Linked DNA regions of Mus musculus: region 1 is linked to region 2. A link is a contact called in public promoter capture Hi-C data. All regions are on one chromosome and are shown on one strand. The core of a region is the stretch at or near the end of the contact, and the rest is flanking DNA. Distances in the headings are between cores, read along the strand shown. Region 1 overlaps Gak (cyclin G associated kinase). Region 2 overlaps Pcgf3 (polycomb group ring finger 3).

The links. Capture Hi-C pulls out chosen DNA fragments and counts their contacts.
Region 1: a contact with region 2 is called in a promoter capture Hi-C map of adipose tissue. The contact joins two enhancer-like sites. A contact is called at or near these places in 4 of 39 promoter capture datasets (the C10 cell line, embryonic stem cells, pre-B cells and 1 more), 1 of 15 datasets of contacts at CTCF or cohesin (stem cell-derived epiblast-like cells), 23 of 484 Hi-C or Micro-C datasets (the AML12 cell line, the C10 cell line, DN3 thymocytes and 16 more), 13 of 115 datasets of contacts at active chromatin or transcription factors (the 230-238 cell line, the NIH/3T3 cell line, the SCID.adh cell line and 7 more) and 3 of 9 other capture datasets (adipose tissue, liver and pancreatic islet).

Annotation. Positions count from the first base shown.
Region 1 is chr5:108,594,625-108,601,614 of GRCm38.p6, forward strand. Gak (cyclin G associated kinase) reads right to left here. Exons shown (of 28, transcript NM_153569.2): 12 at 4,830-4,879; 13 at 4,143-4,291; 14 at 3,237-3,359; 15 at 2,131-2,264. Among named protein-coding and RNA genes, the nearest start is that of Gak, 32 kb to the right of the region's middle. Within about 2 kb of position 5,582, at least 6 of the 459 cell types and tissues checked have an H3K27ac peak or open chromatin away from gene starts, as enhancers often do.
Region 2 is chr5:108,469,265-108,475,946 of GRCm38.p6, forward strand. It overlaps Pcgf3 (polycomb group ring finger 3), which reads left to right. Exons shown (of 11, transcript NM_172716.5): 2 at 2,808-2,847; 3 at 3,113-3,253; 4 at 4,525-4,642; 5 at 5,846-5,942. The coding sequence starts at 4,534. Among named protein-coding and RNA genes, the nearest start is that of Pcgf3, 11 kb to the left of the region's middle. Within about 2 kb of position 4,652, at least 2 of the 459 cell types and tissues checked have an H3K27ac peak or open chromatin away from gene starts, as enhancers often do.

The sequences.
Region 1 (6,990 bases), core at 4,332-6,831, 130 kb after region 2:
GGGAAGGGAAGGGAAGGGAAGGGAAGGGAAGGGAATTCTTCATTTGTTGGCCAGGGGTTTCTGACAGTCTGTAATTCATGCTTTCCTTTCTTGCAAGTGGCTTCCTTCTCGCTGCCTCAGATTGTCTGTGTTTAGGATATTCAGGATGGAGTAAGAGGATATGCAAGGATTGTTTCTTTTTAGTTCTGCTCCTGTTCTCAGAGATTTCTGGGCCTGTGGCTGTAGCGCTGTGAATCCTGGAGATGCTTATGTATTCAGTGTTTCGTTCTCCACTTAACTTTCCTCTGGTATTCATTTACACAAGATTGGTCATTTGCAACAAACCATTGGTTTCTGATCTTTTGTTAGTTTTCAGGTGAGCAACACCTGGTGATTTGTCTTTCAGATCACTGGTTTACTCCTGATAGTCAGAGTCTACCCAAGAGTCTGAGATTCTCACACTACTACTATGTACACACATCTCAATCTTTGTTTTCCTTGCTAGGGTCTCTGGCAGACTCATCAGCTATTTTAAATTTCTTTCTGAATTCCAATGTACTCTTTGGTTCTGTCTATTTCTCTCAAGACCCAAAGGGCCAGACAATGCATATATTTCCCTCCCCTTGTTTTCTGGAGACTGTGGAGAATAGACATTAAGGCACAGACACTGTTACAATACCCCAAAGCTTTACCCGTGACCACCACAGTATTCTGAGTCTTCTCATATGGTATCCAGCCAAATCTGTCCTGACAGCAAGTGCTTCATCTCCCAGTGACCTTTAGATCTAGGGCAAGTTGATGGCGTGAGGGTCCCAGTTTACAATGGGTTTTAAAGCGGACAGATGTGAAGTTGCCGCAGTAACTGTTAGGACATGAGTGACACTATGTCAGTGTACCTCCACGAGACCCGAGGATTCATGGTAGAGTACCAAAGACACTGTCTTGTTTTTGCTTCACATACTCAGTATCTCTGCTGCTCACACCTCCTGCCCAGTAGGACCCAACATGTGGAAAACAGCTAAGAGCTCAATTGCTGAAATCCTTCCAGCCACCCCTAGCAGAGGCTAGAATGGGGACACAGATGCAAAGCCACTCTCATGTGACCTGAGAAACACACCTCCATCATGACTCTACCAACCAGGCAGTAAGCAACTAAGGTGGGTCCCATTCATAAGAGAATTGTGCACATCGGAAAGAGTACTAATTACTCCCATTGACAAATATGGAGCCCCTTACTGGCTCGGACCTTTGCCTCATCCATATTGGCTTGTTGTTTGATGTTCCACCCACCCACTTTCTTAGAGAGGAGGTTGATCCATGTTTTTCCAAGTACTCATTAAGACAGAGGGAGTTTATGATGGATGGACAGTGCCTCTCCAGACCTGGACTTCCAAATGAAAGTCTTGCTCTAGGGAAATAGGAAATACATGAATGGACATAGCTGGTAAATGTGGTAGTCCCATAGTGAATGGACAAGGGACAAAGCTAGGCAGAGCCGCATTAATTTGCTTCTTAACCAGACATGACAGCTCATATCTATAATATCAGCACTAGGGCATTGGCCTAAGTTTGAGACCAGTTTAGCCTACACTGTGAGTTCTAGGCCAGGCTAAGCTTCAGGTTGGATTCCTGTGTCAAAAAAGACAAAAGGAAAAATAAAAGAAATTGATTTCTTTACACTGCAGGTGAATGACCTACTTATGGCAACAGGAATGTCTGAGTGAGTCTTATATGCAATTTTGTGACCGCAGGGAAGCAGGGTAATAACACTTCACATTTGAAAGTGTGAAGGTTCACGGTGCATTACCAAGTAACCTCCCAAGTCCACATACGTTTAGATCCCACAGAACAAGTGGGCACGTAAAGTTCACACATTTACTGGAGCATCCGGTACCCAAGCCCTCAACAGGAGGCTGCCACCACAAGTCAGAAGCCACCACAGCTTCAGAGTTTCAGCTGAATGCCAACTATGGCTTGTACTTGTTAGGCACCTGTGGGCACAGGTCTGAGGATGAGCTGGAAAGCACAGTGATACTAACTTGGCCTTCAGCAAACTAGACCTGACTGCAGGTCCGACACCGTGAAGGCAGCAGCACTTCAGGGCCAGAAGAGCTGTGGGCATCATTGACCCCAGCAAGGGTCACCTGGTACCTTTTGTGGGATGGCCAAATGCCTGGTGGGCAGCGCTTCATGCTGAACATGTACACAGCAGCCTCTGCAGTGCTGAAGAGACGGCAGAAGCACAGGAATGCACAGACTGCCACAGCAGATGCAGCTCTCCCATCCTACAGTGAAGAAACACTTCTTTTACATATAGGCCCATACACAGAAAGGATGAGGACTCACAACAGCTCCTATAAACCTAACTATCTGTGTGGCTAAGGGAAGGATCTAATGCCAGGCTTATTTAGGATACATTTAGGAACATATATAAATGTGCTTCATGCAATGAGAATTCAGAGCCCAGAAGATAATAAAGAGTCATTAGCAAAGTACACAGGTCAACCTCCCACTCAGTTTCAAGTTGGCCTTCTAGCCTCACCATGTTCAATCCCTTCCCGAGACCTCTTATCATCTTCTTTCTCTACACTTGTGTTACTGAGAACTGAGCCTAGGACCTCTTACATGCTATCTAAGTGCTGTACTCCCAATGCTCTTTCACTTAGTAAGAGTCAGGCTCTTACTACGTTGTTTAGGCTGACGTTTACCTTGTGATCCTTCCGCCTCAGCTTCCCAAGTAGCTGAGATTACCGGCCAATATTACCAGGCCCATCGTACTCATAATTACAGTTGTGCCAGATGTGGTAGTACATGCCATTAACTCCAGCACTTGGAAAACTGAGGCAGATGAATCTCTGTGGGTTAGAGGCCAGCCTGATCTACATAGTGAGTTCCAGAAAAGCCAGACCATATCTCAAAAAAATCAAAATCAAAACACAGTTGCAGTAAAGCAGAGCTGAGCCCTGAGTGTACTTCCTGTTGGATGTCACACTGTGTGCAAGGTATCCAAGTCTTTCTCCCTCATTATGTAGTTAGGAAAACTTAAGGTAAAAATTCCAAGATTCTGGAAATGCTGGATGTGCTGCTTGGATCACCAGAAAAGAGCCCTTATGAGTGCTACTCATCCCATAGAAGTAGGAACCACCAGGGAGGGGTCTGTGTCCATCAAGCCCAAAGCTCCAAGCACAGAGGTCTTCCCCCATTATACCCAGGACCAATGTTGCTTTGGTTCAGTATATGCATCTAACACAACTCACCATGCAATGCACAACACAGACGTTCCTGTGGTCTTCCCGGAGCCAGGCATGCATGCTCCTACATAGAGTATACAAACTGTGGAGATGTGGTGCCCGTCTGACTGCCCAGCCACACTCAGTGACCTGTAGGGGAAAAAGTCCACTCAGCTAAGTTTCTGCACAGTCCCAGGGAACCTGGCTGGCATATCCACAGGGTCACTTTGTCTTTGCCTACAACACTGTTCATTTTAAAAACAATTTTCTTTTTAACCTCTGTGTGCCCATGTATATGCATACACACAAGTGCCACAGAGCATATGCATGTGGAGGACAGAGGGAAACTAATAAAGAGTTGATTCTCTCCTTCCACCACTATGTGAGCCTGACAGAATGAACTTGGTTGTCAGGCTTGACAGCAGATACCTTTAGCCTCCCCCTCTTCCCGTCCCCATATAATTGTCCTTTTTGCCTGATTCTATAAATGTGGTGGCCTGAAACTCTGAGCATCTTCCTCAGCTGGGGTTCTCATTTGACATCCCTCTTAGCTAGGAGTGACCTGTGCCATAGGAGTGTTTCACTGATGCTGCACAAAGAACTACCTTTTCCTGTGCCAAGGGGAGAAAGACACCCTAGTTTCTTGGGAAGCAAAACTCTTCTCAAGGTTTCTCTCTCTCTTTCTGTGTGTGTGTGTGTGTGTGTGTGCGCGCGCATACGCATGCACACATAGTGTAACATTTCCTTTAAACTCTGGGATATCTCCACCCCTGGCCACACCTCGAGCCCTAGCCTCTCTGGCAGCTGCTATGGTCAGCTCCCTGCAGTCGCCTGGCACTGTCCACATCAGCCTAGTGCAGCTCCATCACTTAAAACTGTACTTAAGTGGGGAAAATGGCTCAAATCATAAAAGAAGAGTTCAAGGCCACTTACCCGGTTGTGAAACTTGGAAGCCCGGTATATCCTTGGAGAAAGGTTGTAGACAGCATAATGTCCTGGATGCTTAGCATCCAGAAACATTCGCACATCCTCTATATTGTTTTTGATTGCAGACTCCACACCTTCTGCTGGGAATGACATCACTGAAACAAAGCAGGCCAAAGTTAGACACTAGGGGATTGCCCTCTTGGGCTGGGCTCACCTCCCAGCCAGGTAGCTGGCCAAACATAGGCTCTTCTCATCCTCTTAAAGTCTCCCATCCTATGTAGTGGGATGTATATAAACTACAGTATGAGAAACATTACAAAGTTAACTACAGATGTCTGGGAGAGCTTTCCCAGTTACCTGATATACACCATGGTCTTTAGGAACACCAGCTTTTCTCATTATAGTTTGCCTAGACTATCTCGTTTTAAATGTATATGGTCCTACCATTACTCTCTCTGTATCCTCAGAGTTCCAGTCATGCCAGAAGCTGACACTGGCCTTGTCTTTTTCACTGACCAGGAAATATGCTCAATATATGTAACCTACCCTCCACTCTTGGGGTAATTCTCCAGGTCAAACCTCAGATGGATCCATGGCTATCAAAGAAGCTAAAGAGGCACCTTGCACCTTGGCTACTTCCACTGATCCTTTGTCTACATCCCCTACAGATGTCTATCATCCAATTAGACATACCTGCAATCCTGGATGTGATGTAAGATATGTCCAGATCACCCTTTGCATAGCTGGAATAGAAAGAACACTCAATTGGAATGGAATTGAATGGAATGGAACACTTAGCTATAAAAACTTTAAGAAGAGCCTATGTCCTAGAATACTGAGGCAACCTTGCTTACAGGTTGTATCCTCTAAGTAGTGTGCATGTGCATGTCTTGTGTAAGACTGCTGTGTAAGCTGACAACCAATGAAAAGTGGAATAAAAGCAGAAGAGAGCAGCCCATGGAAAAGCTCCGGCCATCTTTTGCTTTCTGAAGTGTTCTCCAAGGCAAAAACATTGAGGGCTGATCCTGACCAAATAGTAACTGAAGCAGAACAGTAAGTAGCATCAACCATTGGTCCCACTGCTCCAGGGGACTGGATAGGAACATAAGAGAGCACACCCTGTGCCCTATGAAGATCCGAAAGGAGACAGAAGACACTGCTGGAGGGGAAAAAAAAAAGACATCCCAAATGACCAAGATATATTACTGCTCATGGCCACCAAAAAGTCTTAGAAACCAATCCCCTAAGTTGGTTTACACAACTGAAAAAAATATAGATCAAAATCTAACTAATTTTGCAAGAACTTGGCAAACTTATTCAACAATTCCTCTCAAAAAACCAGTTATGCCAGAACAGCCACGTTTCCTTGGAAAGGAGGGAGGTGGGGGTGGGGGGTGAACATTGTTGCCTAAGTATTTTGAGTACTACACTATAGCTGGGCAGTGAGGTCAGACAGGAAAGTCAGAGACAGAGCTGAGGTAGGCACACTTGGCATCAGCAGAGTCACCATGGGGCCATTACAGAGAGCCAGGTGGAAAAAAGAACAGACATACACTATACATTCACTGAAGTAAAATCTGATTAAGGCAATCTTAACACCTTAAAATGTCATTTGAACCTATTTAAGTCAGGTTCACTTCGGTTACACAGGACTCCCTGAGACATAAACCAGGACGTACTAAAATGCAGCTTTATCTGGTGCTAACATTTCTGTGGCGAAAGGCAGTTAAACAGACAAGCCACAGATCAGAACTAACTAGTTCTAATCTATTTCTTCACAAAAACAATTAATAACCCAGTAGTATCCAAGATACCAGATATCAGTGATATTTGTCTTTAACTCTGAAGGTAGAGACAGATTTCAGACCAAGGCCAGCCTTGTCTACATAGTGACTTTCCAATCAATCAGGGCCATAAAGGTAAAGAGTGCAGGCTGCAAATATGCAGCAAATGGTGGCATGAAAAGAACCTAGCTGTCCCTCAAGGAAGACAAGTGTGCCCAGCATCAGGTCAGGTATAGGAAAGCAAACCTAAGACACTTGGTACACAATGGGTACTGAGTATCACTTAGGGCTCTACACAGTATACTTTAACCTCTAACCCACTTAAGAAAAATCCAGGGACCCTGACAGTTCATCTCTGGGCACAGGTTCAAGGGTATACAAATTAGAGTTGTACTCAGCACAGACAAGAGTAGCCCAGACCGTGGCTTCTAGGACATGAAGCAGCTTCAGGCAACCAAGACAACCTGAAGCGATCAGTTCTGCCACCTGTCACCAAACTTGGGCACCTTCATTGATATAGTCAAACAATGATGTGTTTGCTGCTACATGTAAGTCCATTTAATAAACATAGGAGTTTATGGAACTCTTATCAGCCATGTCTACTCTGTAATCCACAGGCTATATGCAGCCTCAAAGATAGTTATGCATAAAGCTCGACACAAAAATCATAAACTTACTTAAAACATCACGAGTTGCTTCAGTTTTAAAGTTTATTATAGACTAATAGTTGTAAGAAAGAGGGCCATGCCATTTGAGTTAGGCATGGAGGTCAGGAACATGGCAGACAAGCAGGCATATGGTGGGAAGTGAAGCCTTTGAGAAAGTGAAAAAAGCCCAAAGTACTACAGAAAGCTTTGGAAAACATCTGAAAGTAGGAAAGAAGGAAAAGTTATGCCTAAGTCTATATTCAGAAAGATGGGCAGACCCAAGAGAACCAAAGGGTGACACTGGAGTAACTGCCTCACTAGACCTTTTGCAATGTGGACTAAATAACTATTAGATTATTGGCTTTTCTGTCATGAGACAGTCAACACCGGACTATCTGGACTATAGCCTGTAAATCAATCTAA
Region 2 (6,682 bases), core at 3,402-5,901:
AACCCAAGTAGTATTTTGGACGTGGCTGGCCCTGTGACGTAAGCAGAGCAGCAACACCACCATCTTGAGAGCTTTGAATTTGCCAAGCCTTGGTCCCATTATAATTCTAATGTGTTGTAGATATGTGCTTCTCAGTTCATAACAGTCACATAACTCAGTGATGTAGTTAATTAGAAAAAGGCATGAATACCCCTGACCTACTCAGCATGTGAATGTGGCATCACATACTCTGTTGAATGTTAGCTTCCTTAGGGGATTATGAATAGGTGTGATCCAGTGTCACCCTACCACTAGGAGTATGTCTGTCACTTAGTTTTAAAATATAAATAGCTTTTTTCATCATTTTGCTGTATAGTAGGGACTCAAGTCCTCTTCCAGAAACCCACGGGCTGCTCTTGCTGGCCAGCCCATAGCAGGCAGTTCACCCTTCTGGAATTTTATATCCCATGAGAATGACGCTGTTATGTTCCTTGTGGGCAGTTTTCTTCTCCTATAAGGAGCCCTGCACAGCTGGAAGCACCCGTTTTCCTAACTGCCGAGGAACAGCTGTTGTGTGAGGGCCTGTTTTCTCATGGGCTGCCAGCTGATGGGCATCCCAGTCCCCTCCGTTTGAGACTGTGCATGGAGCTGTAATTGTTCACTTCTGAGTTCTTGAGCAGTCATGTTAGTGTTTCCTTTAATAGGGTTATTTCCTTACAGTTGTTTAGGATTTCTGAAAATATCGTTGGGTGATTTATCAAATCATTTTTACGTGTCTTTGAGAAGAGTATACGTTGTTCTACCTTTACTTTTTGGTGTACGGGATGTTTTTCCTACTGTATTCCTGGGAGAGGCCTAACGTGGTCCTGAGTGACTCTCCCTTTGCATAGTGGTTGATAAGGTGGCTGATGCTCAGCTTAGGGTCAGGGCAGGTCTGTTAGTTTCCTTCCAGATCTTGTCTTGTTAGAGTTTGCTGTATGGCTAGTAGTTAGTTTCATAAAGGGGGTTAGAGATCCCTTCTTTGGTTGTACATGATGGTACTGGGACTCTGAACTCAGGACCTGGTACAGGATAGACAAAGCGTGTTCCAGCTCTAAATACTTTTACCAGCTGGAAGGGTAATTTGCTCTCAGATATGGTAGGCTTACAGAGCTAGTGTTTTAATTTAGGAAATTTTTGTGACTACTTAATCAGTTCCCATAGTAGAGAATAAGGGTTTTCCTTACTAGTCTCAATTTAGTTTTTCCCTCCTAGGGATTTATCCATTTCATACAATGTCAGTAAAAAAAAAAAAAAAAAAAAAAAAATGTAAACAAGGTATGGCACACAACTTCAGTCCCAGCACTGGAGTTAAATACTATTAGAAAGCCAGGTGTAGTGGCTTATACTTATAAGCCCAACACTTGAGAGGCTAAAGCAAGAGAATCACTGAAACTTGAAAGTCAGCCTTGGGTCCACAGGGAGTTTTAGGACAAGACTACATAATGGAACCCTATTTCAAAGCAGTGATTGATACACTCTGGTTCTTCTGTCACAGGAGCCACCAAGTTTCAAGGGACAGGAATTTCAAGTGGTTGTGTCCTCCATTCTAGGCAGGGACTAGTTTAAGACAGACCTGGCCTTGAGTTGACTTCCCCTCTTCCTCTAAATGTTTCAGACATGTATGTCAGTCCTCCCTTGGTTTATCTGGTAGGACATATTAACTCCTTTCTATCTTCCCATTTCCCTTCCTGATTTTGTACAAGGCTCCTGAGTGGGTTTATTAGTCAGTAAGCAAATGCAGTTCTGAGGCTGGAGAGAAGGCCTAGTGGTTAAGAGTGCACACTTGTTCTTCTCCCAGGGTCCCGAGTTCCTTTCTTAGCACCCATCAAGCAGTTCATAACTGCCTGTAACATCAGCTTCAGGAGATCCAATTCCCTCTTCTGGCACCTATGCACACATTTACATACATTCCCACAGAGAGACAAACAGGCAGACAGACAAAAAATTCTTAAAAATTAAGTTTGGAAAGTTTTTTAAAGGTGAAATTATCTGAGTTGCATTTAAGCACATGTTAGGGTACACCACCTCCAGATTGTATGTAATTAGTCCTTAAACTACAAAGACCTGCAGTCTTGGTATTGTTCTAGTTAAGACTCTAAGCACCTTACTGAGCTCTTAGCCAGCAATGCCTGCTCCCACCCCTGAAGTCAAGGGCAGTACCAAGGAATCCACAGCCAGGATCCTAGGGACCCTCAGAGCACCGTAGTCATCAGTATATCAGGATTTCTCTAGCTGCTGCCCATCTCCATATCCTGGCATGAATACCTGGCTCATTTCCCTTAGCCCACTGGCCCTAGCATGGTACAGTGCCCACACAGGCCCAGGGCATATTCACTGAGTGGGTGGCAAGTCTGTGACTAGGAGAGATAATGGCTTAGTCTGGGTGTGAGGATGTAGACATCTCAGGTATCAAACTAAGTGAGCAGCACAGTGCTGCTTGTCATCCTTGTGAGGTTCCTCAGGTCACCCCGAGATCCACTGATACACTCCTGAGATACATGGAGCTTCTACAGATACCCATCCTGCCTCTCGGGCTCTAAAGCAAGGAGTGGAGCCACCTTCTCTTTCCCTTATACCATTAGCTATGCATTTGCTCTCCATTAGGCCAGGGCTCAGGAAATCTGGGAGGTGTCTCCGCTGAGGTGTCTTTACTATCATTCTCACTTGATGACTTACAGCAAGTAAATAAGCAGACATGTTTAACCAAACAGTCCTTGAGAGTTGCTAGGGGGTAGAGGGTGAGACAAGATCTTCCCATGGTGACACCTGTCTCTGCTTCTCCACAGACTTCACAATGTAGCCCCGATTCCAGACTGTCATTCACAGGTAAGTGCAGCTGAAGCTTACCTTCCTTTCTGGCTGCCTGTCACTCAATATGGTGGCTACCTCATATTCCCTTGACATTTGTTCTCTAGCAGCTATCATTGGAATTATTTGTACTTCTTGATTGTCTTCCAGCATTTCTGGTGGGTTCTGTCCCATGATTTAATATGTAGAACTTATCTAAAATGTAGTAGGGGTTTAATGTGGGACTGTGTGCAGGACTGGTATCTGTGCTTTGAAGTAAGTAACAGTGCTATCTTTGTGCTAGAAAATGGAAAAGGAACAAGGGACAGAAGGAAGGTGCAGAAGCCAGCCAGAACTCAGAGTGAGGAGGGATCATCGCATCCACTTGGTGGCCTGAAGCCTCCATGCCACCGAGTGAGGAAGGACACGCAGACATCCAGAGGAGGTGAGGGCAGGGATTCTTCCAAGGGTCCCTGCCATCTAGGGGAGGGAGGTCTGGGCTCTGTCTCAGGAGTGAAGAATTTAGCCCTCTTTATACTCTGTACATACTCTCTAGAGTACCATTAGTTTAAGGTGGGATAGGTGTCTAGTATTGATCGGTCAGTTGCCTAGGAGAGGTGCATGGTTAGAAGTGGTACTATGATCAGGATGGACTTTGTTGGGGCTAGTGGGCCATGTCTGTTCAGCTCTGAGTATAGTGCCTAACAGGCAGTTGGTGAGCCTGGAGCAAAGCAATATCTAGGTGGTGACTTGGTGATGGACATCTCATAAATTGGTTTCCTCGGGCATTGAGTGGACATTTAACTGTTCCCTCTCACAAAAAGTACAAAGATGAGGATGACTAAATTCCTGAAGTGGGACTGGACCCAGATATCAAAGGCCATATGCTAGATTCATGTCAAAGTAACTGGTGATTAGGTTGGAGCCACAGGACCTTATCTAACCTTCTTTGGGGCTCTGTATCTTCTTGGTAGACACTGTAGTGGCTGTTGGCAGTGCCTTGAGTTGAGGTTCGAACTTCACTAACCATTGAGGTCTGAGGTGGGTCACTATTCAGTGATAGGATAAGATGAGATGGGATGGGCCATTTGTCCAACAAAAAGGCTGGATGTAGTAGTCCATCTACTACATCTGTGGGTGGAGTAAAGGCAAAGTAGGAAAGGAGCCTACCTAGAGAAAGAGAACAAATAGAGAGAGGGAGAGAGAGAGAAAAGGAGGAGGAAGGGGAGGAGGAAGAGGAAGAGGAGGAGAGACTGGAATTCATTACAGGCTATATAGTTTAGCTAGTTCAACAATGGCTGCCTCCCAACAGAAAGTCCAAGAATCCAGTAGTTGTTTATAGCCCGTGGGGCTGGATGGCTCTGCTGGCCATCAGTATACACTGACATCCCAAAGAAGTAGACTCCAATGCCAGTGAAGGGACAAATTTGCCAGAGAGAGCAAGCAGACAAAGAGCAAGCTTCTTTCTTCCACGTCTTTTTGTGGCCCAGAGTAATTTTCCTGTCTCAAAAGATATAGATTAAAGGTATATCTTCCCACCTCAAAAGAACCAGATTAAAACTGTGTCTTCTCACTTCAAATGATTTAATTAAGAAAAAACCAAAGTACTCAGAGTTCTATCTCAGCCACTTGGGTTTTATTTAATTCCAGATGTGGTTAGTTTGGCAGCCCAGATCAGTCATCACAGTTACCTCCATGTATTTATTTTTCTTGCAGAAGCCAAAGATGTTGACCAGGAAGATTAAACTCTGGGATATAAATGCCCACATCACCTGCCGCCTGTGCAGCGGCTACCTCATTGACGCAACCACAGTGACTGAGTGTTTGCACACATGTAAGTATGGCCAGTTCTACCGTGATCTGAATGGGGTGGGGGTTGCTCTAGCACATTCCTTAGGGCCTTAGCCTGGCACATGGGCAACAGGGCCAAGAGAAGAACAAAGATCTTGAGTGGGGATCAGAAAGCTTTCCATAACTAGGGATGTTGTGGGTAACTTCTGGAGGGTGGTTTCTCCTCTCAGGAAAGCTGAGCAGAGGAAAACTACTCTTTTTTTGTTGTTGGTCTGTCAGTCAAGCCGGCCACGAGTGGTGCTTGTGCTCTCAGATCTCAAGTCAAGTCGGTTTTTTTTTTTTTAACAGTCAAACACCTGTGAGATGTCAAGGGTCAGTGCGGTGCCTGTTGCATGTTACTTATTCTGCCTATCAGGCCTGGACCGATCTATGCAGGATGTTTTTTGTTGTTTTAGGTTTTGTTTTCTTTTGTTTTTTAATCTTTGAGTGGCCTGTGTGTATGTATATACTCCTCGTACTTGCAGTGCTTGCAGAAGCCAGAAGGTGTTGGATCCTGTGGAACTAGAGTTGCAAACAGCTGTGAACCATCATGTGGGTGCTAGAAACCAAACCTAGGCCCTCCGTAGCAGCACCTAAGTGCTCTTAACCACCGAGCCATTTCTCCAGCCTCCTAAGATTTTTTTTTTCTTATTTTTTCTCTCTCACTGGAAGACAGATGTTCTGTATGGATCACCTGGAGGCGTGAGTGCTGTAAAAAGAGCATCTAATGACCACTGAGAGGTAGTTCATGAAGTTAAAAACTCACAACACATACAATTTCCATCCTATATGTTTTACATTTTTGAAAATGCTTTCAACTTTTGAAGAATTTTTGGGCTGAGATTAATTGTGTTAGGAATTGGTGGCACAGTTTTGCTTTCGCCAGTCCACTGAATGTTACCTAGCTTTGATGTGCAAGGAACTGTTGTTATCTTTTAGGCCAAAATGCAGATTTTTAAAATATTACTTATATTCTCATGCTCTTGCCCCTTAGTGACTTAACCACTCTTTGATGTTTTTTTTTTAGTTCCTAGGTATATTAGTTCCTAGGCTAGGACTGTGTAACAGATGGTAATGGCACAGCGCAATCCAAGGGCACTCCCTTTTCAGAGGTTGTTTATGAAAGTGTCCTCTTAGTCATCTTGGAGTTGGCTGCACTAACCAGAACTTTTCTTCTGGGTTGCTGTCATCCTCTCCCCTTGGATAGTCTGCAGGAGCTGCCTGGTGAAGTATCTGGAGGAGAATAATACCTGCCCCACCTGCAGGATCGTGATCCATCAGAGCCACCCATTACAGTATATCGGGTGAGTAAGAACATGGGCTGGAGCTCCCTGACCATGGTCCATACATTTGCATGGTATTGGCTGCCTTGTTCTTGGTCCCCAGATACCACACTGCAGGTGACCAGGGCCATGGCAGTGGATATCCAGCAGCACTTCCCTGGGGGACCATGAGAACAAGTGGAATCTTATAAGTTTTCTTAAACTGAAATTTTGAAGTGAATGAGATCCCAGACCTGCCTTTTTTAGAGTAGTAACTTGCCTCTAGGCTGGAACTTTAGCCAAAGAAGCAAGGGCATGGAAGTGGAATTTCTGAGTTCAAGAGCCACTGGGAAGGAAATGAAATCACAGATACATATGGTATGAGGGCATCAGAGAAAAGATAAACTAAAAGAAAGAGATGCACAGCTTGAAGTCACATGTCCAGCTGGGAGCAGTAGCAGTTCAAGTTGAGTTGTCGGACCTTGGAGTCCCCCCCCCCCCCCCCAGGCCTCCAGATAACACTGCCAATGCCACAGTTTCTATTTCCTGTGTTGAAATGAGAGTGTGTTTTCTGTGTTCCTAACTTTATTGTCAAGTCATCTCTTCACACAATCTCTGTATAAGGCCTGTGTGGTGGGCATGTGGAAATGTCTAGCAGCTCTTGGTGTTTAGTACTATCCAGAGTCCTTGCCAGTGTCCTGTCTGTGGAGTGGGTGGATGACATCTGATTTAGGGAACTTCTGTCCATATTCCCATTCCCCAAGTTCCTGTGCTCTGTGTTC